Linked DNA regions of Sus scrofa: all the other regions are linked to region 2. The links are chromatin contacts, called in public HiChIP or PLAC-seq maps. All regions are on one chromosome and are shown on one strand. The core of a region is the stretch at or near the end of the contact, and the rest is flanking DNA. Distances in the headings are between cores, read along the strand shown.

Region 1 (4,602 bases), core at 1,580-4,079, 250 kb before region 2:
ATTTACCACAGACTAACCATTTCATCTTTAATTACCTAAAAACTTAGAAGAAAGAAAAAAACTGTTACAGGGCAAAATGGAAAACAAAGGAGGACATCCCCTTTCAGACAGCATAGGGATGAGACCTGGCTTTTGCTTCCAATATTGTCATTAATTCTCTCCATGATTTGAACAAGAAAATACAAAAAGGGTTCAGTTTCTTTATTATTTTTTAGCATTGGACAAGATAATCTCCCAAATAGCTTCTGTGTTAAATATGTATGATTCCACAATTTCAACCATATTACCTCTTTCAAATCATACTCCATGAGCAAGTTACTTTGATGCCAAAGTAAAATTATGGACAAATCTGGTTGTGGGAAATCCTTGAACTGAAATAAAATGACTCACTTATACCACTGTCAGTGTGCACAATACCTGACCTGCCCTCGCAGTTACAATGCAATGAGAACCAGCTCTCAGTCTAAACCAAAGACTCCACAGGGGCCACACTGTTTTCTGTACCCACTACCTTCTTCCAAGATACCACATAAATTCTTAAAAATAAAAAAAGGTAGAAAATTGATGGAACACTATAAACCAGCTATGACGGGAAAAAAATAAAAAATCATTAAAAAAATAAAATTTAATTTAAAAAAGGTGGAACCTTTATACAGATAGCTATTCATTTGTAAGAAAAAATAAGTTTTGTTCAGGTAAATATTTTAATTGAGTCTTTGATTTTCCTATGTAAATTAAGTTTTTATGAATAAATCTAAGACAAAATAAACTTTAATTTAAAAGGGAGAAATTTTAATTATGGCAAAGAAGAAAGGAATCAAAGAATCTGAAAGAGAACGGATGTGTATATATGCATAACTAAATCACTTTGTTGTACAGCAGAAATTATCAGAACCTTGTAAATCAATAAAACTTAAAAAAATACACTACAACAATAACACTGTACTTACAAGGGACTTTGTTCAAGTTTGACAAAGGACACTTGCACTACTAATCAAATAAGAAAATTAGATGAAAGAGGTAGGCTTTAAACAAAACCATCCAAATGCATTCCTAAAATGAAATGGCCCTATATGAAAATCAGTGCACTTGTGCACTCATGGACACTGGGATGGTGTCTCCTATTGTAGCTTGAGTGTGAGGGAGGGCAGGTGCCACTGCTGTGGAGCCGTACCCAGCGCACTTCTTGCTGTGGCACAAGGGCCAACGATGTGCCTAATACCCTTCTATATATTGCATGTGGGGGAAATGTCTGTAGCAGAAAAGAGAGACTTTGTGACTCAGATTTGCCATTAGTAAGGTATAATTTCTCAATCTAAGCCAGGGAGGATGATCAAACAGCCACGCTCTGAGTTTCACATGATCTCAGCATCAAGCAAGAGGTATTATGGAAGAAGTTTTCAAGAATGTGAAATTGGTTTGGATTGTTAAAAATGGGCCTAAGATGTTTTATGTACTTGTATGTGTGCATCGCATATGTGTAAGTACACTTATATGTACTTATGTGTTAATATGTATTTATATGAAATTAGATGTTTATCATAGAACCAAACTGAATGTCTTGAAAAATACCCGAAAATAATGAACATGAGACTGATTTATTGTCATCAGCACAATACTCGACTATTCAAATATACATATACAATTTTATACACAAATACAGGTGTCATGAAAAAAGTTAATATGCTAATATCTTACTCTAATTTCAAACTGAGACTTACTCTCTAAATTCATCAAATTACATATTACCCTATCCTCTTTCACTTTATGAACACTAAATTTCAGAGCAAGTATAATGTATCCATTTAAAGAATTCAATTAAGAAGCACTGTTTTGGTCTGTTACCATTTCTGTCCCCTTATCCCCATGGGTGTAACTGATTACCTAGGAATGAAACCACAGAGAACTTTTCTTTTTTTTTTTTTTTTTTGTCTTTTTAGGGCTGCACCCAAGGCATATGGAGGTTCTCAGGCTGGGGGTCTAACTGGCGCTGTAGTTGCCGGCCTTTGCCACAGCAACGCCAGATCCGAGCTGCGTCTACAACCTACACCACAGCTCACGGCAATGCTGGAACCTTAACTCACTAAGCAAGGCCAGGGATCGAACCCACAACCTCATGGTTCCTAGTCAGATTCGTTTCTACTGTGCTATGATGGGAACCCTGAGAACCTTTCATTTTTACATACATCTCAAAATATTACTGCCAAAAAATCTTACCTTCCGGGTTTGGTGCTGTATTTCTGTAGCCGTGCTTTAACTTCATCATAAGTGAGAAATGCCATGTAACCCGGATGAGTTACTGCTAAGAAATTCCAATTCCGTAAAATAGAGCCCCAAGGCTAAAAACATAAATAAATTAAAAAATTATGTAGAAAATAGCAGCTACTCATCAACCCATCATTTAATACCCATACTGAAATTCTCCTGGATAGTTTTAAAGTGAGTATGAGTTTATGGGTCTTAGGTCAACTTCCATTGTCTAACAGCTAACATGCAATTAGTTATTTTCCTTTGGAGAAATAGGATTATGCAGAAAACAGATTTCTTAAGAATAAAATGCAGAGGGCATAATCTCTTCTCTAAAAATTCTATTCTAAGTACAGCAATTGTGATCATTTTGAAACATTAACCACATCACTCTTCTGTTCAAAACCCTGTAACTCTGAATAAAAACCAAAGTCCTTGTATATGGCCTAGAAGAACCTTACAGGATTGATCTCCAGTTCCCTTTTTGTCCCTGTCTGCTAAGACTCTCCTCTTTCTGCCCTTCCTCTAGACACACACGTCTCCTTGCTGCTGGCTTGAACTTAATTATACTCTGTCCCTCAGAACCTTTTCATTCACTGATCCCTCTTCCTAAACTCTTTCTCCAAATATCCATGTGATGGGTTCCTCTTTCTACTTCCTCAAGTGGCCTTCTCGGAAACCTATTTAAAATTGTTACCTCTCACCATATTCCTTATCGCCCTGTATGTCTGTTTTGTACATTATCTACATTTAGACATCTCACTTTACAGAAAAAACTCTATCACAGAACGTAAGTGACTTGGCCAATTCTACCCATTAACCATGAGAACAAGGAACGTGCCTGTCTTGCTTCCCAAGGTCATACCAGCACTGAAGCACAGTGTCAGAGATTACTGCTGGTGAAGAGCTCTTCAAATGAGCGATTTGCCTACAAGGCCTCCACACTTGGCTTATCCTTATACAAGGATAAAATCAGAAAAGGTTTATAGCTTAGAGGTGAGTTCTGTAAAAAAATCTTTTATGGAAATGTGTGTACACACACGCGTGCGCGCACACACACACACACACAGTTTGTATCATTCTCTCTTTAATAGGATTAGCTGTCCCTCCAGTTACCATGGCAAGAGAAAAAAAGGCAGCCAGTGATAGACAACTTTGCTTGAGGGTGTGAATGAATCATCTCTCCATATCTTAAAGGCTGAGCTACATTTACCCCAAGGAACTGGCAGCATACTCCATCTGATGTGCCAGAATATTAACTCAAATCTTCTGTATAAAAGAAAAAAAAAAAGGTATTTTATGTTGCCAAGTGGAAGTGGCTCAAAGAGTCATTCTAGACATGGTTATTGGTGAAAGGCTCCTGCTTTTGTTTGTTTTGAGACTTGTTCCTTGTATTGTTAAGCAACTTGCAAATTTACGAAGCAGAATTCTTTAAGCATTATATCCCTTGAGATGAGGATAATAAGAGAAAGAATGATTTAGTGATGAAGAGTTTAACCTTTTCTGACATAACAAGACAAATCTTCAGGGTATTTCCCCATCACACTAAAATATCTAACTGAGTAAAAATGAGCTCTGGAGAACACTCTTAGGAGAGGTTTGTCTATGTTCTTAAAAAAAACATGTTTTTAATTTTCTTCTTAAGGCATGACTAAAAATTGCATAAACAATACTTGGAAGAATATAAGATATCTTTAAAAAACTGAGAAACAACTATTATAGTAAAACGAGTTTTGTTTTATTTCGTTTTGCTTCCTCATCTACAAAGGACAAGGATGAAAATAATATAATATTTGAGTCATCTTCATTAAAAATCCACAGAAATTAATGAAAGAATTGTTTTAAAAAATGCTAAACTTTATAGAGAGCCAACACACAGATCAAATACAAGTGGAAAAAAATGAAACTGGAGTTTTGAGCCAAATGCTGCAGTATTTAGCAACAGTTTCTTAGTACATAATCCAGAGGACCAGCCTCTAACTACAAAAATATTTATGTAATAGAAGGAGTTTGCATTTTTCTTGAGAATGTAACCCACAGACAGAAACACGTGGTAGTTTTGTATTTTGTGTGTGTGCGCGCGTGCACATATGCGCGTGGGTGTTTAAAGTATTTTGCCAACTAATGGCTTAAAGAACACAAAACAAAGTGCTTTGGAGAAGGATGAATTTTGCAATCTGTTTTTTGGTGTGTTTTTTTGGCTATGCCCAGGGCATGGAGAAGTTCCCAGGCCAAGGACTGAACCTGCTCCACAGCAGTGATCAGAGCCACAGCAGTGACAACACCAGATTCTTAACCCACTGAGCCACCAGCAAACGCCACGATTTTTTAGATTATAGGAAATCTATTCTGACA
Region 2 (5,261 bases), core at 765-3,264:
CTGCCCTTGCTCAGTGGGTTAACGATCCGGCGTTGCCGTGAGCTGTGATGTAGGTTGCAGACGCGGCTCAGATCCCACGTTGCTGTGGCTCTGGCGTAGGTCAGTGGCTACAGCTCCAATTAGACCCCTAGCCTGGGAACCTCCATATGCCGCAGGAGCAGCCCAAGAAATAGCAAAAAAAAAAAAAAAAAAAAAAAAAAAAAAAAAAAAAAATGAGAGTGCTAGGACTTCAGAAATAGTGGTGCCACATGTTTTCCCAGGCTGTACACTGTGTAACTCCAGGGGGTACCATTCATGGACACTGCAATATGATTTTATCAAGGTTTTACATGGCATTAAAAATCCTATCCAAGCATCCTTAAGATAAAAATGCTCTGATATTTTCTGACTTCAGAACACCTTGGAGTCAAGTGCTTTCATGGGCTTTCTTACAGTATGGCCTTAGGCTCCTTTGAAGAAAGCTGTCAGCTCACAACTTAACTGAGGAGCATTCCAATTGCCCTTTCAATGTCTAGTGCTTCCTTTTTGTCATAACTAAACTGAATAAAAGGGGAAGCATTACAAGAAGAGTCATGTGGTTGATTTATGTCATAGCTCCTTACTGTAATTTTTCCAATCTCATTATATGCACCTAGTTTGTTTTAAAGTCCTTTGCTCTTTTTTGAACAAAAACTGGATTTTGTATATAATGTTTAAATTCATTAAATACTAAGAAGCTATAGGTTCCCTGAGGCTTTGGTATCTGGGTCTTTGAGAAAGACGGTAGAGTCAACATCCCTTTTCCATTGATCATACTAGTTCAATCTCATTTTAGTACAAAGGGACAAAGGAGATTTTCTCACATATATATCAAAGGAAACCAAACCAGAACCTATTTTTGGAATTTTAAGATTTCATAATATGATAATAAACTCCTCTGTCTCAAACAGTAATGGAAATTGTTAAATCTTTTGTGTTTTTGGTTATTATAAAAGGTAGGGCATAGACTAAATCAAGGGTTGGCAAACTCTTTTTTGAAAGTCATACAGTAAGAGTTTTCAGCTTGTGGGCCATATGGTCTCTGTGACAATTACTCAACCCTGTCACTATAGCAGGAAAGCATACACACTGCTTAAATGAATGGAAACATCTTGGTTCCACTAAAACTTTATTTACAAAAACAGATGGTTAGACCATGGGCCATAGTTTACAGACCACTGCATTAAATTTTCCCAATAGTCTAACATGTTATAATTTTACTTTAATGAGCTAGAAAGTATTTTAGAAAAATACTCTGTGGCTTGATTCCTCATCAGAAAAATGGAACCAGAAGTCTGTAAGCCAAGATTTTGCATGATAGGCCCTTGAGCATTTAAGATTATTTTAGAAGAAACAAATTCAATTTCTTACTCTCTCACTATGTGCACTTTCAGGAAATGAATTATACATATTTCTTTGATAGGAATTAAAAATGGGTATATTCAGATCAAATGAGCTTGAAGTGCAAGGTGTATTTCAAGAAGGCTTTGATCGAGAGCCACGTTATATTATAAGGTAAGATGTCATCATGAGTAATTTATAGAACATGAATTTAATACTCAAGTATGTCGAATTTAGGGCATAACCCACTTGACCTTGTTACAGTATATAAGTAAACTTTCTGGGGTGGTGTTTCCTTGATCTAGTATTATGAAAATATATTCTGTTCTTTATAAAATGCAAATTCATTTCAAAGTACATTAAACTTGAATAAATAAATTTTTAATGAAACAGAAGGGTTGTTTTTGAAATTCACTGTTCTCTGACAGACTCTAAATGGCTTCATTTCTCTGTGCTTCTCCTTTTTTTTCATAAGGGCTGTGACTACTCTTCTATGATTATTAAATTCTGGGCAGCTTCTTGTATCTCTCACAGAGTTTCAAGAAAGCATTAATGAGCAACAAGCCTGTAAGTTTCTTGCTCAACTTCTCCTATTAAGACAACTCATCAGAGATCACTCACAAACAGCTGTGCTCTGCAAGTCATAAATGATAGGTCATGTGTGGTGACTAAAGTATGACTCTCAATCAGTGTTCGTGAAGAGCTACTCGTCAAGAGTGCTATTTTCACTATGTGAAAAGTTATTTTGAAGGACTCTATCATCACTGAGTTATCTGAGCCCTATATAGCCCCTGCCAGTTTAAGAACTGACACATGGACAGGGGCTTATTTACTCCCTCCAGCCACAGGAAGAGCTGTAAACCAATTCAGTGCTTCCGGATCTCTAGGGACAGGGCTCATGGGTTTCTTAAATCCTTTCCCTCTCTTTCTGAAGGCATCTGCCTTATACATTTTGTACAAAGTTCTGATAGTGTTAGCAAACAGAAGCAGAGAAGCATTTTCCATTGTCTACCCCAATCTTCATTAATCTTTATTTAATGGAATTAGACACCTCCTTCCTGAAATTTTATATTTGGAGACTCAGAGTTACAGCTTTGGATGGCAATAATGCCAGGTAAAATCACACTATATGACTAGTTTGGAAGGCTCAGGGGGAACTCATTCACATTTAAGACTTTGGCTACTTCTTGGTTCCAGGCAGAGCCGAAACACTCACAAACACGAACACTTTTCCAAACTGCATTTTGGCACATGCTTTTCCAGTTCCAGCTGGATTCAGGAAATGTGCCAGAAGGAAAAAAAAATGTATTTTGAGTAAGATTTTCTTTCTTAGTTTTTTTTTTTTTTTTTTTTTTTTTTCCCCTTTCTTAAAGAACCTCCAGGACACAGTTAATGCTGTCAAACAGAGAGGCATGATTTCTTTTTCCTGGCACACATGAAGTTTTTAGAATTACATTCTCAGTCCCTCTGATAGAGCCCAGAGTCAGATCAGTGTATGAAGGTACAAGGTGTGTATATAATACAAGAAGCACTGAGCCTTAGAGCCAGGAGAGCCAAATGGGTATTTGTAAATGATACCTGACAGGAAGCATCTCCCACCTTGATTTCATCTTGACTTATGTCTTCAAAATAGGGACTGTTAGGCCAGATCAGAAGATACCTCATGGTATACTTTCACATGTGATCTGTTTTTCCTTCCCATCAAAAATGTGCATCCTATTTCTCTCTTACTATAGTTATATACCATCTGCAAGACCTTAGCCTTACCAATGGTTATGCATGAAGATAGGATGTTAGCAATTTAAGAAACTAAAATTTAGGAAGTATTTCAGAAAACAGAATGGAAGTTTCTTAGAAAGGTAAACATACACTCATCCTATGACCCGGCAATCCCATTCCCAGCTATTTACTGAAGACAAATGAAAATACATGCTCACTAAAAATCCTGTGCATGAAATGTTTATAGCAGCTTTAGATGTAATAAAAAAAACTGAAAATAACCTAAATGTTCATCAATCAGTGAATAAACTGCCATATTTACACACAATGGAATAGCCCTCGCAAAATAAAATAAAATAAAATGACATGGACTATTAATACATGCAAAAATGTGGGTGAATCTCACATGCATTACGTTAAGTGGAGTTAGGCTAAAAAATCTGTATATTGTTTGATTTCATTTATGTGACATTCTGGAAAAGTCAAAACAATAGTGGCAGTAGGCAGATAAATAGGAATGGAGGAAGGAGGAGATTGAGAAAGGGGAATGAGGAATATCTTGAAGGTAAGGGAAAATGTTTTCTATTATGATTGTGTGGTTGTTATACCTCATTATACTTGTCAAAAATCATAGAACTGTATACTGTAGATTGTGAGTTTTTGTAGTATGTAAATTACATCTCAAAAATTATATATATATATATATTTCAAAAATTAGAGCTCCACTGAAATAATGAGAAACTTAATATACATTTCCTATATCTTTTTGGTTTCCTTTGTTGAAAGTCCACTTCCTGCCTCCTGGGACCCATTCCCTCAAGGCCACAATCTTCCACCTATCATGACAAGCTAAGCAGAACATTGATTGTTATTGACCAGTGCTTATTTTAATGCTTCTGACATCTTTTCTGTCTCCACTTATCTCATCACTCTGTTCTCTTTCTTGACAACCTGTTTCTGAAATCCTCTGCCCTCTGAGAACCATCAGGAGACTGACATTTTTGATTCTGTCATTCAAGCTCTCCAGAAAGGCAGACAGAACCCAAAGTAGTTCCTTTTGTCTTTACAGTGTCTATGAAATGTAGACATGGCCACTTTATATAGTCATTCAGCAAATACATATTGATGACATGCTATATGCCAGACACTGCTAAGCATGGGTGGTCTGAACTGTGTAAAAAGGTAAGTCCCTGCCTTCATGTTGTTCCTTGCTTGGCATGAAAGAATCACAGATATTTACCATCCATACCAGGAAGGAGAGAGGTAGTGGTGGTTAGAGCAGGGTTAACTTTCTTCCTTTCAAGACACGCTATTCGATGTGATAGTATATGATGGTAACTGATTAGCAGATGAGATCAACAGGGGGTGAGGAGATTAATACCTCCACTTATTAGCAACTCATGTAGGCTGCAGGAACTGATAAGAAAACACTAGTTTTGAGGACTCAGCCTGTCTGAGACATTGGATAAGGCTGACACCTGAAGAACAAGTCTTAGCAATAATAATAGTGGTGGCCTTGGTGGTGGTGATGGCTGTAACATTTATAGCAATAGTAGTAGTAGTAGTTGTAGCAGTGGTGGTAATAGAAATAGGGAAGAGCTGTGTAAAGGAAGTATTTCAGGCACAGAAAGTAATAAATGGTGTGTGTGGGGGGTTCTCTAAAGGTGATTACTTATTATTATACTAAAAAAATCATACCTGTTATGTGATAATTTGTATGTAAATATGTAAATCTTTAAAAATTAGGAGAGTTAGACTAGATTGAATTTTGTACTGCTAGACCATTTTTTAAATTTCTATTCAGATCAAGATGTATTTCGAACTATTTGGATGTTCTGTATGTACATTTACTGCTATTAAGCCACTAATTTATTGGAAAAAAGTCACACACAAAAGGAAGCTATTTGAAATGGAATATGGCAGAATTATTCACACCCTAAGGCATGTGATAAATAACAAACAGTCAACTAGGTGAAAAGGGGCAAGAATGGCTTCCTGGAGGAGTTCCCATTGTGGCACAGTGGGTTAAGATTTCAACTACAGCAGCCCGGGCTGCTGCAGAGGCACAGGTTCGAGTCTCAGCTTGGCACAGTGGGTTAAAGGACCTGGCACAGGTTCTTTAATCAGATTCAATCCCTGGCCAGGGAACTTCCATATGCCACAGGTGTAGCCATTAAAAACAA
Region 3 (4,610 bases), core at 1,737-4,236, 210 kb before region 2:
GGAGATGCTAGGCTACAGACTACAGCAAAACAAGTGTAATAAGTAAAAGTAAACAGGTGTTATGAGGGCTAGAGGTGCATCCAGAAAAAGGCTTGTTTGAGTGTTTGAGAGGTAATTAGATGTGGGATGAAGAGTAACAGCCACCTCACACCCTCGCTCTGCCCTCAGAATACCAAATAAACATTTGTTTCTCAAATATATGAGACTATATAGCTAGCCTATATTTTATCAATACTTCTTTTTCCCTTTCGTGACACTCTGAAAATTGTATTTCTTAACCACTGCTATAATCTCTACCTTTGTTATTGATGTTATTGGTAAAGTACACTTTGTAATGTATATTGTAGCTATAACTCCAACCATACTGGCCCATGCAACCTTCTCCTAGAGAATGACTCATGTTATAAACCACAAGCATTTATAACTCTGGCTTTAGAAATGACATGGGGTTAACTCAGCCTAATGTATTTCACTTGGATCATCTCTTTGCTTAATTCACTTCCAGATAATATGCACATGTTCTAGAATTCAGGAATGTGTTTAATTCTTAGCTGTTAATTTCTCTTATGTCATAATTGAGGTAATGATTGAATCTTGGCTATGAACTTCCACATTTCCAGTGTCAACATGGAGAAAATTATCTGTTAGATTCTGGACTAGACAGCAAATGAATATAATTTTTGGGTACTTCTAACATACCAAAACCTGTACATACTTTCATAAAAATATGGAATGTCCTGGTAAAACCATTTGACTCCAAGCCTAAAGATTAGAATTTTGGCTTTGTCCTTTGGATCTTGGACATGTCACTTAATTTCTTTGGTTTGAGCCTCAGATTCCTCATTAAAAAAAAAAAAAAAAAAAAAAAAAAGAACTGGTGACCAATGGTTCTCAACTTGCCTGTGTGTTAGAGTCACCTGGCTTTTTACAAAATCCTATGCCCCAGCCAATATCATAGAACAATTAAATCAAAACTTTTGGGAGAGGGACTGGCACATCAAAGCTGCTTAAGGCTCTCCAAGTGACATCAATGTGCAACCAAGTTGAAAACCACTGAATACGAGCTCAGGGTACTTCAAACACTCAGTGGTTCCCAAGGTGAGCTGCACATCAGAATCACCTGAGGAGCTTGTAGAGCCTGTCATAAAGATCTGCCGCAACTCAAGTCAATCAGAGCCCTAGAGAGTATCAGGCACTGGTGCTGCTTTTAAAGCTCTCCAGATGATTCTGACAGATTACAATGGCTGGGAATCACTGCCAAGACTCACACATTTAATTTAGAGGAAAATTAACTTTAGAATTCTTTAAATGGCAACCTCTAATCTGATCACAATAGGTATGCTGATAAAAACCTGAAATTACAAACAAATTTGTAGGAAAAGAAAATAAACATAAAGCCAGGAACCCCAATCCAAAACTCTGAGTCAAGTAATATCCCTTGGATACCTATGGATAATTCTCAAATAAATCCTGACTTACTGGGAAACTACAATTATAGCATATTGGCACAGAAACAAAGAGAGCAAGTGTAAAGACAGAATTTAGGCTTTAGAAAACTGCACAAATCAGATTTAGTAAATAAACACAAAAACAAATTGTGAAATACAGTCAAATGCAAATTTTATGAAAAATTAATTTTGATCCATTTGGCTTGATGTGAGAGTGAATGCTACCTCAGCACATTAAAAAAAAAAAAAAAATCCTGGCAAGAGATTTAAAACAGACTTCTTGAATGTGTGACCAATGAGTTTTCACACAAAAAATTTTTTTTAATCACTCATGACTTGAGCAGGTAGAAAGTCAAATTTTAGAAAGGATTTATCCTCTCTCTGGCACTGAAAACTGGCTTATTAATGAAAGTCATCTTTAAAAATCCAGGAAAATAACATGAAAAGAAACAACCACTACTAACACATAAATGGTCTATAACTTTAATAGCTTGCAAAGCCCAGGTATAGGAGACTAAATAATATTTAATGACTGTGTTAAATACCATACTTATAAAAGTGGGTGAAGATAGTATTTTTAATGAGAAAATATATCATATTTTTAATATTTCCATATATTATAGACTCTTTAAAATATGTTTGGCTACTTAAAGGAAAATAAACCCAAAAGTTAAAATGAGTAATCCTCTGCAAATGGCCAAATTAGTCATTTAACCTTTTACGTACACATTAAGCATTAAGACAGGTCTGAACAATTTTAATTTTCATTTTATAGAGAACTTTGTTGTGCTTAACCACATGAAATGGTCTTCCTCCTTCACTCCGTGTGGTAGGAACAGCTCGGGGATTTCCTAAAACCAGCTAGGCCGAGCCCACCCCTCATCTGGAAGGCGTCTTTGTAACGTACTATTGTGGTTGTTTGGGCATGGGAAAGATACAACTCTCAGCTAACCTAGTGCTAACAACAACAACAATTTGTTAAAACTACTAAAGGTTAAGAATTAAGGATTGCATTTATTCAAAAACATGCCTCAGAATGGCAACAGGCTCAGGCCTCCACCTTTGTCAGCAGGACACTGTGACCTACAATGAAAGAATCTGGAAGGATGTCAGGGATGTTTGGGGTAAGATGAGGAGGTTTCCCGGGCGTAAGAGGCACTGGAAACAGATTTCTCCAAATATATAAACGGAATCACACCTATCTGAATAGAGGTGATAAAAACACAAATTTTCCAGAAATAATTACCTGAATCATATTAATAACTTTCAAGATAATCCTGTAAGCAAGCCACTAATGTGATATAAAGCTACAATACCTCAAGAAGAAACTTCCACACTCATATACAGCCAAATCAGACTGGAAGTCAGATTCCTGCTCTTCATTATTTGGCCCCTGCCTCTAGCCTCATTCCTCGTTGCAATCTGCACACATGATTTGTAGTTAACTAAATGATTTTGTTTCCTTCTCATACCCAGTCCTCTCCAACTGAAACAGTTCCCAGTTTGCTTCTTAGTCTCACTAATTCCTCCTTGGCCTTATGCAAAATTGGTCATGAGCTTACATTCCTCTTTTTGAAAAAAGAGAGCCATAGGTCTCTACTACATTCTTAGAAGTGTCTGTGAGCCAAAAGAGGTGAGGGGCCAGTGATCTTCAGAGCAGCCAACTAGAAACTTAAGTGAAAGTTTGAGAATTCACAGGTGCCAAAAACCAAAGTCCCAGACTCAAATGTTTGTCACCAGTGCAAGTCCCACAGTTTCCAAAGGACTCACAGCCAGGACTGAAAGAGGGGAAAAAAAAAAAGTTTAAATCCCAAGAGTCTACCAATAAAAATCATTCATTTGGTCCTCTGTTTTGGGAGGGAAGGTCAGAGAAGAGGGAGATGATTAACTAGCTCCACCTAGACATATCACATACCTTCACTCATACTACAGAATGGAAGTAGCCCAAATGAAACATCAGACATTTCAGAGTATCAGTGGGTTCTACTATTAAATCAGTTCCCTAAAACATTTGGAAGACACTAAAATTTGCATTTAATAATGAAAAAATGTAATGATGTTAGCAAAAGGATTAACATATGAAGAAGTTAGTATTTTCTTGGAATTTATAAATATATGTATATATTTAATATAGTATCTAATGGCACTGATTTAATTTAACTGCTTTATTCTAAAAATAGGACAACTCATTGGCTTAGATACTGAGGCAGGTTAACATTTAAACCTGTAACGATGAAAATTAAATGAGAGAAATCAGCAAAGTCTTCACACAGGCCAATGCTAGCAAGTAATCCATTATAAATAGCTCTCATGCATAGTCATTTTATGTACAAATTTTAGTTGCTCAAGATACTCACTGAGCAAGCAATTTCAGGTAATTTGCTAGTTGTGATTATTGTAATGTGTAATTTTTAGTTGTGATAATTACCCAAGAGACTTAGAATACACAACTAGTAGAATAATTATGGAACCTCTGTTTATTCTTTTAGGCTCAGTAATTGAGGAAACTGAATTTATGAGGCTGGAGGTCTATTTTTCAAGACCCCACTGAGTTACCTTTGTATAGTAGTTTGTATGTCCCTGACTCCCCAACATAACTGCAATGTGTTATTAACTACAGCTCCAGAGTCCCATAAAGACATTCAGAGTTTATTTTAATGGAGTGAACCATCTCCTGACGATTCTCAAAGCTCAGTAAAAAGGAGCCCACCTCAAAGCACTCTGTTTATGCCTTGAATGTTGTGTGTGTAGCACAGAGTGGAGTTGTGGCTCAACTGTGCCCTCCTCAGCTGTGTTCTAGAATTCCTTCAAGTGCTAATTTTTATTATTTGTTCTATTATTCCAACAGGTTGGGGATGGGGGAACAGTGCATTCTTAGTGGAAAATAAAAATAATCCGGAAGCTGATTCATTTAACAATGTTAATAATGTTGGATACATATTCTTAAAGATAATGCAATGAACTTATATTTATGATGTTACACTTCTCTAAATGGACACTTTATTAAAGTTACATCTGCCCCTCAAAAATGTATTGCTGGCTTTGAGATATTCGAACCTGGAAATAGCTACTGGGACTAGCAAGACATTCAATTACAGGAGTACTTTTTAGATTAATGCTAGAAGTTTCTTCCATTCACCCAAGAACCTGTGTTTTTTCTCT
Region 4 (5,257 bases), core at 1,496-3,995, 130 kb before region 2:
AAGCTGTAGTTCATCTGAAAGCAACATGTAGAAACCACAGAGGTTTCTGATAACTCTCAGTCCCACCACCTCCATCATAAATTTTCCTTTCACAATAAACAATGCGCAATCAGAAAGGTTTCCTGTTTCAAAATGGAATAGATGAAAGACACTGTAACTCTACCACTAACAACAACAAAAAAGTTTCTTAATGAAGATGAATTCTCAGAGAGGAAAATGGAAACTCTCACTTAAGGACTAATCTGGTTCTTTCCCCAGCAAACATTCTCAGCATCACACGCTGTGGTTGTCATGAGTGGTCCAGCTGAGACATTTCTGAAATTACTCGTTTGCAGTCTTTTTTGGAGTCCTTTGTTATCTAAGAGCAACACAACCTTACGTAAGATGGAACAAACACTTACAAACTATTCTATGCCATGCATTAACAAAGAGCAGCCAACAGTAAAAAACTTTGCATATCTGAGTTATATAGAGGACCTTTGAACCCTGAAGAGTGGGACAAAAGGTAAGAAAACAAATCTTTGCCCTGAATCCAACTTTTCAAAACACTCAGAGCACATATAAGTGGTCACTCCAAATCAAAAGACATAACAGTAATTATTATAAATTAACAGTATAAGTAAAACTGGAGAAACCATATCCAGGGTGAACTGAGCTCTGTACAGGCACAGTCAGAACTTACCACTTTGTCCATGAGTTTCCAAGTTTTCTCCACTGTCCTGCGATCTGCTGCTGCTTGCTTAGGGGGTCCAACAGCATCCTGAATAGCATCAATAATACCCAAAATTCGTCCTTTTCGGGGGTTTCCTCCTCGACCACCAGGGTTTCTGCCATTCATAGAATTTGCCATCTGGAATCTTAGTTCTTGGAAAGGGAAATTAAAAAAAAAAAAAAAAGTTAGTTGGTTATGAAAATACTTTAAAAAAAACAAAAAAAACAAAAAAAAACAGCTTCATGTGTACCCATTAAATCTTCCACCATCAATGAGAACAAAATCCAGGGTCCCAGATTCAACTTTTCAGTAGTATTTGAATCTGTACTCTCAATCTTTACATACCACAAAGAGATTTAGGAGCAATGACCTTAGATTTGTTTTTGGAACACTAAGGGTTAAAGATGCACCCTTCTCACACTGCAAGTAGTGAAGGCTTGATTAATACCCAACTCATAACAAAAAACTTATAGAGATTTCTGCCAACTAGGTAAGAGCACGATGTTTTCATCCTCCCTGCCTTAATCCCAATTAAAAAGACTAGAACTCAAGCCCTTAGAAAAGATTTGGGGAGCCTCACTCCAAAACCGCACTTTCACTCTGTTAGATCTCACCAAATTATATAAACATAAAGATTATTCTACAGGAGCCTAAGGGGCACGTCTGTTGTCAACAAAGGCTTAGGACTTGGATTTTCCCCGCTAAAACCACCAGTACAGACGCATGAACATGGACACACGAACACACAGTTCTTTAAACCAACGCGGTTGAGGAGCTGCCCCAAAGTTAAGAGCCAAATAATCCAACAAACAACCCATTTTAAAAGCGAGAGAAACTGACAAGAGCGGGCACAGAAAGGAGAGAGTTCACTTCTTTCGCTCCTTGCCTCTCGTCTCATCCAAGTAGGGTGGGGGTAGGGGGTCCAAAGCTTTGTTTCGGGACATCTGTGCCTCCTTGCTGCTCAGGCCCCTCCCCTGCCACTCTCGGACCACAGCTGGGGGAGGAAGGTGGACAGAGAAAGGACAAAGTATCCCCTCGCCTCTCCAGCGCCCGCAGCCCAGTGGCGTCTCCGACGCTCCGCGTTTGGCTCCCAGGTAGACGCGCCCCGGGGGCTGTCTGCAATTCCAGCCGCCCGCCTCCCTTAACTCGCTCTTCCTCCTCCCCTGCCCCTGCTCGGGTCCAGGCTTTAAATACCCCTCTTCAAACTGTGACGGCGGCGGCGACAGCAGCTGGAAGCCGGGGCTGTCCCTTCTTCCTCCGTGGCCCGCGCCTGGCTGCCCCCGGGTCCCCGGGCGGAAAGCAGCGTCGAGCCTCCCTAGCGCCCCTTTCCCTCCTGGCGTCTCGGCGCTGTAGCTGCCCAGAGACACGCGTGTGCGCGGGTCCGATTCTACACGCCCTGAGAACAGGGCGCCTGGGTAGCCCAGGCAAGGAGTGTGTAATCGCCGTAAAAGCCCACTCCGGAGGAAGGAGCGACTCAGAGCAAAAGCCACCGAGACGGAGAAACGCAACAATTACCGTCAAGACCAATCCACGCCCGCTCTCCCCTCCCGCCCGACTCGGGGAGGCCGCGGGACGCCGCAGCAGCCCTGGCTGGAGGAGGAGACCACTCGCTGGACACCCCACCCCTGTAGGATACACACAGCAAGAGCCAGGGGTGGGGCGGGGCCAGGGTGGGGCCTCGCGGGGTTGGGCCAATCACGCGCATTCGTGCCCTGCCGGACAGCGGGCGGCGCCAATGGGCGGGAGGCACCCGTCCTCCTCGCACTACCACCCGGTCCACGTCTTCCACAGTACACAATGGCCCCAGAGGAATGGCCCCGTTCGCCGCACTTCCCAAACAGAAAGGGATTCAGTGGGAAATGGGGGGATCGGACTCACCCGAGAGCGAAAGTAGAAAAGGGAAAGGAAATGGAAGAAAGGAATCAAGGCACTAGGGAACTGACCAATAACGAGTGGGCGGGTGGGCGTGAGCCTTGGGAACCCGAGCCAAAGCCGACTCCAGCTAAAAGGCGGGACTTCCTGCTTCGCTCACCTTCCTAGTCTTTTGTTTCATAGCAACAGAGTAGTGGCTGAGAGGGTGTTGCTTCTTTACTCTGGGCGTGTCCAAGGCTGAAGAATTCATCTCCCTAGGGCTGCCAAACTCTTCTACCCAGGACAGCAACCAAATAGGCCTAAGGCATTGCTTCTTGTTGGCTATCAAAAAAGAGAAACAGTCAGCTTTCTAAGATGAGGTATAAACCTTTCATAAAATAGACTAGGGTTAACACCTGATTACCGACCAAAACTTCTGGCTGTTTCCCTTTTACTGTTAGTTCTGGAGGAATTGCTGATCAAATATCAGGATGATGAAAAAGTAAATAGTTGACAACGTTGGCTAAATTGTCTCAACTAATCATGCCAGGGCAGTAAAAGCACCAGACCATAAGAATTTCTAACATATATATTGCACATTTTTATTTAGTACGAGTTGCTGTATAAATGACTGAAGAGGAAATAGCTTTTGTATTTTGTCTGAGTCACCTTTACTCTGTGTTTGCCATTCTCTCCCAGCATTTGAAATCTCTCTGTGGCTCCATACCAATGTCTTTAGAAGTCCCACATCTGGCTTGTCCTAGGAGGAAAAATCTACTGTGTTGGGACCGTTTTTCAACAAGATCATAAATTAAACGAATGCCTTATATTTCTATTTCACTTCAGTTCTACCACAAGTACTACTAACAATTGCTTTGAATTGTCATGCTTTGGAATTTTCTTTACACTACAGTTGGTAGTGTTGAATACACTTTACACCTTTGGCTTCTCAGATGTGATAATTTATGTCTTTTAATATATACATATTTTTATTCTTCCTCTAACCAGTTAACCTGATAAAATGTTTCTCAAGGGTTCTAACCACTGTCTAGCTAAATAACCATTTTAGTAATGGGATAGTTACTGTCAAGGATCCTGAGTTGTTAAAAACATTCTTTACAGCCCTAAATTCAGATGGTTATGATTTTCACTTGATGAAAACAGACAAAATGTGCTCTTTGCAACTAGTCAGATGATAAAATGTGGTTCTGGAAGTAATTTTCTTTTTTGCCATTATTTCTATGCCAGTAATTAAAGAGTAGTTCCTTGTTTTCACGTTGTGTTTATCTACAAAATACTGGTCTTTCCATATCTTGTCCAACCATGCATATCTTCTTTACTTATGTAACAGTAGCTAAATTTACTAAAGGGAGACTGGCAAAAGGAAATATTTATTTGGTCACCTTTTGTTTGTTGTTGTTCTTGTTATTCTTTTGTTTGTGTAGGGCCGCACCCTTGGCATATGGAGGTTGCCAGGCTAGGGGTTAAATTGGAGCAGTAGCCACTGGCCTACTGCACAGCCACAGCAACGCTGGTTCAGAGCCATGTCTGCAACCTACACCAATGCAATGCCGGATGCTTAACCCACTGAGCAAAGCCTGCAAATCTGTGTCCTCATAAATACTAGTCAGATTCATTTCTGCTGAGCCATGACGGGAACTCCTGGTCACCTTTTAAATAAATCCAAAAAGAATAAATGTGTAGGAGGTTTTTCAGCACGTAGGAAAAGAGTGCTTTAAAGGAACATTATAACTAAGTGCATTACTCATATTCATATCCAGATAAAAGTAGAATAAGCAAAATACATGTTATAGCATGTGACATTCCTTTGATGTTAGTTTTGCAACTGAGATGACTTGATGAGAAAATGACACTGGCTGTGATATCAAGCATATATTGATACAAATTATAAGTTTTATGATATAAGATATATATGTATATACACACATTATATATATATAAATATATATATATATATATAATGTCAAGAAACCATATCTTCATTCTCTACTAGCTTTGTATCAAAGCCATCTTGAGTCCAAGTTGAGTTCTGGTGTAGTAGGTTTGTATCCACATGCTCCCTGGGAGATAACCATCGGAACCCAAAATAGGAATCAGAATTTGCCTGAACACCAGATCAGAGCAGTGTCTGCCACCTACACCACAGCTCATGGCAACACTGGATCATTAACCCACTGAGAGAGGCCAGGGATCAAACCTGTATCCTCACGGATGCTAGTTGGGTTTGTTACCACTGAACAACTATGGGAACTCCAGGGAAAAAAAATTTTTTAAAAAGAAGACAAATATTTGGGAAAATATTTAGATTTCTTTTCCATTCAGTTCAATTTTTCCTCTTTTCTTTTTTCTACTTTCACCAAATTCCCAGGTGACACAAGTGATAGGTTGATTAAATAACAAAGACTTTCCATAACTTATTTGATTTATAATAGCTATTCAAAAATATTTGGTGAATGAATGGATTGACTAGGTATTGAAGAGGAAGTATAAGGTTGTCCCTGTTTCAGTGCAATGGAGAGTCCGCTTTATTCACAATTTCAAACAAGATGCTATTTTTCCTACAAGATAAATTTACAGTGCCCCTCTAACTCAAAATCAGAATGACACAACGCAAAACAGTTATCTCCCAGGGAGCATGTGGATACAAATTTACGCATTAGAAATAAATAAGAG
Region 5 (5,031 bases), core at 805-3,304, 230 kb before region 2:
TCATTCATTCACCCATTTAATCAATAAAATATTGTGGAACTATAAGGTGAAAACCCACAGAGACTATAAACATGGTTTCTCCAATGATCTAATAAAAGAACCACTCACTTTGATGACTACAGAAATATGTCTAAGTTCCAGGAGGAGCTTTAAATTTGGCTCTCATTCCCAAAATAAAAATCTTAAAAGACAAATTAAGAAGCTTTCTCAAGCAAGCGAAGACAGGAGACAAAGGTACAAGGGTTTGGGAGGTAGGGAGAGTATTTAATTGGCATTTCAAGAATCCCACATTCGATTCAGTAGTGACTTCACACATGTAGCAACCGGACAGAACTTTTAGCCCCTTGATGTCTGTGGTTATAAATAGAGGGAAGTAAAGATGTCTTAAATACATCATTCTCTGTGGCTTGAGGTGCCAGCAAAACAAACTTCTCTCTTAAAAAAAAAAAATGTGTGAGCAATCTTTCCATTTTTACTGACCTTTTAACAAGCAAACAATTTGATAACTGACCTGCATTTTCAGTTTTCAAAAACAAATACCACAAGCAATTTGTCTGATAGGTTTTCCTAAAATTTTAAAATGGTTTATTTTGAAGGTTACTAGCTGTTTGCATTGCTCAGAGTACTAATATATGAAATATCAGGAAATCCTCAGTTCTTACTCCCAGAACTCTGTAGTCCCTTTCTGCTTTCTACTCTTCACATATATTTAAGTAGTATGCTCTTGGCTGTTAGTCTAATTCAGATGAGGATGAAACTTTTCTTTTTTTTAAGTACTCATTCGAGAATGGATACAGGAGCATTACAAATAGCTAGATCTCTGGAACATAGAAGGTCCCTGTTAATGGCAATAATAGTATTTCCTCCTTTAGTGCCTAAAATAATTCAGAATACATTTTCTTTAAAAAGGAGGAAAAGGTTTCAATATTTTTGAAATAAAAAATTATGTATCCAATAAAATGTGCACTGTTCTATGTAAGTATATCCTAACCATGTAGTAGCTATAGATAAACACAGCACTTCATTAAAAAAGGGGGGGGGGAGCTAACATTACAATTAATTCATCAGCATCTGAAGACAAAGACCATCGAAAGTGTATGCCAACACTGCATGTCTTATTTCATCAGCTAATGCATAAATACAGAATTTAACTACAGGATGACAACAATGATCTGTGTATATGATCATTCTTTTTCCTTAATACTTAGCCAGGGTTCTGCCTACAGTCAAGGACATTCTGAGGGAGCTCTTATATAAAAAAGGGGACCCTTAGAAGGTTACTGAAGAAACCATTTGCCTCGTGATGTTCAATTCTTGGTCATCTTACTGAGAGAGTTCTGATCAAAGTTTTTCAAATCTTATTTAAGTTGTGTAGGTTTCAGATATTTAATGTCTATTATTTACCAAGCTCACCTGGAGAAGAGGAGGTACCTGAAGGAAAACATCTTTAACTATTTTCTGAGATCATTCAACTTTGTGATACCATTATCCCCATTTTTATGTCTTGTTCACACATGTATACCTTCTGTGCAGTTACACAAAGAAAACCTGAACCCCAATGCTAAGGCCTTTTCCCACTTCAATTTCAGATCTTAGTCAAGCTTACTTACATTCTACCTCCTCTCAGAAGCAGTCTCCAATGCCTGCAATCCTGAGCAACTGTTTCCTTCTCTGAAGTGTCAGAATAATCTATTTATGGCTTTTTTTATATTATGTTAAATTTAAATTAAATTTATGCCTTGAATTTATTTATGCCTTTTATTTTGTATATGTGTTTTATGTGTGCACTAAGTTAGAAAAACTTACTACCTTCTCATATATACTCTACCATACATACCTCTTTGAGCAAACTATTTAACTCACTGAGTGCTCATCAAATAAATAAATGTCATATAACTAATATTTACTTGGTAATAACAAAATTGTGCAGTTATTGCGGTCTACTTTTGGTGGCTAAACAGAAAAAGTAGCAAGCAAAACACTTATTAAAAACCCCTAAAGTGTGGGAGTTCCCTGGTGACTCAGCAGGTTAAGGATCCGTGCTGTAATTGCTGTGGCTTGGGTTACAGCTGTGGCGCCAGTTAGATCCTGGTCCAGGAACTTCCCCATGCCATGGGAGCGGAAGCGGGGGGGAGAAGAAAAGATAAACAACATTGAAGTCTAATTCTCAAAATACTCAGGTAAAATCTAACCATATGGGACTGAAGGTAGGTCTAAGTCATTCTTCAAAGATCCAAATGGTAAAATGATTTGTACTTACTTGTCTCCAAAAAACTTTCTCCAGAATTCAGCAGCATCTGCTTTCGTGATACGAAAGTTATCTCCCTGGAATTGCCCATTGGGAAAGATCGCTTTGATTTCTGCCAGCATGTGGCTGAAGATAAGGGATAGTTTTGTGAGATTTCGTCTGTAGACACAAGGGGAGAGAGAAAAAGGAAAAAATAAATATATAGGCATTTAAGTTTTAATGGAGATATATATATACACACACACACACACACACATATATATATATATACATATATATATATATATAGTGAAAAATGAACTTATGTACAGGATCAACCTAGGTCAACTCAATAAAGCCCTTAAAGACAATGTTCATAAAAATATTAAATCCCTAAGAGGGTTTCTATTAGTCATCCATGTATTCATTTAAAATAAACATAAACAAGATAAATTACATGGGTTTTAATGCGAGAGATGGACACTTTAAAAACTCAAAATATAAATGCTAAACAACAGAGCAACTATTTCTACATGAGAGAATAAGGAAAGGTGTCATCAGAGGAGAATCTAGGAAGATAAAAACAGGTGTTTGACAGACTAATTGAGAGGAGGGGATGGAAGGGAGGGAAGAAGGGATTTCAGACAGCAGGTATAGCATGTAGAGAAGCACAGAGGTATGTAAGAGAAATATTTGGATATTATCTGAGGTTAAAATGGCTAGAGAAGAGCAGAAGGTGAGTGGAGGAAATGGCATTAGACAAGAAGAAAAAGTCTGGGATATGAGAAAGAGGCAACTGAAAAAATAAATGCAATTTTTTGTCAAATACACTTGCCATTTCTATCACAATCGAGATAGAAATGGCAAGTGTATGATACATCACTTGATAGATAAGATGATAGGTCTGATAGGTGCATATTTTAGAAGCTCCCTGCTAATTCTAACATAGTCCCTAAAAAGCTTCTGTAATAAGGAATGGGGAACCAAATTGGATTTAAAACAACATTAAGGAAATGATCGAATCTGTTTTAGAAAGAAAAAGTGATAGTAATATGAAAAAATGATTTGGAATGAGGGAAATATAGGTGTTGTCTCTATTCTATTTTCCATGTTAAGTTCTGGGGATTCTGACAAGACTTAAAGCATGCTTCAAAACATAACTGATATTTTAAAATAATAGTTATCATCTGCGTTCCTTCTTAGCTTTTCATAAGTTTACAACATTATGTTAAACAGCCCCACACTATTAGTGCTACATAGTAAGGAAGCAATTAAAAGATAAAATTCCACAGAACTTTTCCATTTTGAGCTCATCTTGCCTCTTTATATTCCTGCTTACTCAGAAGCACCAGAACAAAACAGGTACATATATATCTTTTCATTTTGAAGCTTCAGGTGCTTTCGTGTATGTGTTGAGGGGTCAGGGATGGGGGTGGTGAGGAGGCAATTTCCCTACCACTCAAAGTAAATAGAGAGGAAAAATAAGGAAAGCCATCGATTCTGCAATGAATACAACATCATACAATGTTTCAGCAGGACTCTGACATTGAAAGTTGTGGGTTTTGCCTCATTTTTACTCATGTACCTATGTTTAATGATGCTCAAATAACAAGCAAAAAAAAAAAAAATGTTAGGTACCAAAGAGATCATGTATTATGCACCTCTCAGTAAAGTTAATGAAAAGGAAACATGTAACTTCCTACATAAAATGAATACAGAATAAATGAAGGTACTTGTAATATAAAGTGGAAAAAGTAGAAATGAAGAGAAAGCAATAAAGTATAAAGTCATCTACATCTCAAAAAATTCATCTCTCTTAGATAACCAAAGTCTCAATTTCCCTAATCTTTTTTCGTCTACAAGATTTCTGAAAAAGAGGGGACAGAACTTAGGCCTTATTTCAGTGCTTGACTGACAACAACAAACAATCTGCAAAATCAGTATGGTTATGCAAAACGTTTCATCATTTTCTTACATTCAGCCACACTTCCTCACAACTCAGCCTAATTCAAAGGTAAACCTTCTTTCATTAGCTGAATCTTTGATCTTCTCATTTATGTCAACACATCCTCATTCAGATGACGGTAGATACAAGAAATTCAGTCTTAGGAAATGAAAAGTGAACTGATGAACTATATCAAAGGAAAGAATTGTGGCCAATACAAACTGCAACTGACTTTCGAAATTTGAGTTTAAGGAAAAACATAAAGTCACTTCAGAAAATCTGCAACAAATTTATTTCTGTAATTGGGCAAAAGAGTTAATTTTCCATCAAACTTCATGATACATACAGAAGAAAAAAGAAAAATCAAGATGGCTGTGATTAGGGTAAACCAACTGTTTCTTATTTTCTGAATTGGTTGCTCTCCACCCCCTTGTTTCTTTGTTCTTTAATCATATCCAAATGTTTTTCATTTTTATTTGTTAGATTTAAAGCCTGAAGCACAATACCAGTGATTACCCATCTTGGATATTTGATTGACTGGCTATGTAGGCACTAGACTTTAAAAAGGAAAGAGTAACACTTTATAATTTACAGTCTAGAAGTCTAGTAATCTCTACTACCTACATAACTAATCACTATTAAATTATAAATTGTGTTTACAGTCCAAGTTTATTATTCCTACAAGGAGATCACATTTTTATTTGACTTTCTGCATAAACTAAGGCAATGAAAAGATTTATTTGGCCTTCAGTCCTTAAGAAAACACCGATTCAAGTTCTTAAAAATATGTGAATGCAATGGTTTTATGTTATTTTATTTTTCACATTTACCAGAATATGTCTATTTTCTGTCTAATTTT

Evidence for each region. HiChIP or PLAC-seq counts read pairs in DNA pulled down with a chosen protein or histone mark.
Region 1: an H3K27ac HiChIP or PLAC-seq map of alveolar macrophages shows a contact between it and region 2. The contact joins two enhancer-like sites. A contact is called at or near these places in 1 of 47 Hi-C or Micro-C datasets (embryonic fibroblasts) and 1 of 2 datasets of contacts at active chromatin or transcription factors (alveolar macrophages).
Region 3: a contact with region 2 is called in an H3K27ac HiChIP or PLAC-seq map of alveolar macrophages. The contact joins two enhancer-like sites. A contact is called at or near these places in 1 of 47 Hi-C or Micro-C datasets (fibroblasts) and 1 of 2 datasets of contacts at active chromatin or transcription factors (alveolar macrophages).
Region 4: a contact with region 2 is called in an H3K27ac HiChIP or PLAC-seq map of alveolar macrophages. The contact joins the promoter of CBLB here to the enhancer-like site in region 2. A contact is called at or near these places in 4 of 47 Hi-C or Micro-C datasets (adipocytes, fetal heart ventricle, fibroblasts and 1 more) and 2 of 2 datasets of contacts at active chromatin or transcription factors (alveolar macrophages and skeletal muscle).
Region 5: a contact with region 2 is called in an H3K27ac HiChIP or PLAC-seq map of alveolar macrophages. The contact joins two enhancer-like sites. A contact is called at or near these places in 1 of 47 Hi-C or Micro-C datasets (fibroblasts) and 1 of 2 datasets of contacts at active chromatin or transcription factors (alveolar macrophages).

Annotation. Positions count from the first base shown.
Region 1 is chr13:153,598,343-153,602,944 of Sscrofa11.1, reverse strand. It overlaps CBLB (E3 ubiquitin-protein ligase CBL-B), which reads right to left. Exons shown (of 19, transcript XM_021070494.1): 6 at 2,218-2,339. Among named protein-coding and RNA genes, the nearest start is that of CBLB, 120 kb to the right of the region's middle. Within about 2 kb of position 2,829, at least 9 of the 83 cell types and tissues checked have an H3K27ac peak or open chromatin away from gene starts, as enhancers often do. A contact at or near this core is called in alveolar macrophages, where this site is marked.
Region 2 is chr13:153,342,299-153,347,559 of Sscrofa11.1, reverse strand. No RefSeq gene overlaps it. Among named protein-coding and RNA genes, the nearest start is that of CBLB, 140 kb to the left of the region's middle. Within about 2 kb of position 2,014, at least 27 of the 83 cell types and tissues checked have an H3K27ac peak or open chromatin away from gene starts, as enhancers often do. A contact at or near this core is called in alveolar macrophages and skeletal muscle, where this site is marked.
Region 3 is chr13:153,549,582-153,554,191 of Sscrofa11.1, reverse strand. All of the region lies in intron 3 of CBLB (E3 ubiquitin-protein ligase CBL-B), which reads right to left. Among named protein-coding and RNA genes, the nearest start is that of CBLB, 71 kb to the right of the region's middle. Within about 2 kb of position 2,986, at least 2 of the 83 cell types and tissues checked have an H3K27ac peak or open chromatin away from gene starts, as enhancers often do. A contact at or near this core is called in alveolar macrophages, where this site is marked.
Region 4 is chr13:153,478,013-153,483,269 of Sscrofa11.1, reverse strand. CBLB (E3 ubiquitin-protein ligase CBL-B) reads right to left here and starts at 2,745. Exons shown (of 19, transcript XM_021070494.1): 1 at 2,656-2,745; 2 at 683-864. The coding sequence starts at 850.
Region 5 is chr13:153,575,909-153,580,939 of Sscrofa11.1, reverse strand. It overlaps CBLB (E3 ubiquitin-protein ligase CBL-B), which reads right to left. Exons shown (of 19, transcript XM_021070494.1): 4 at 2,261-2,407. Among named protein-coding and RNA genes, the nearest start is that of CBLB, 98 kb to the right of the region's middle. Within about 2 kb of position 2,054, at least 2 of the 83 cell types and tissues checked have an H3K27ac peak or open chromatin away from gene starts, as enhancers often do. A contact at or near this core is called in alveolar macrophages, where this site is marked.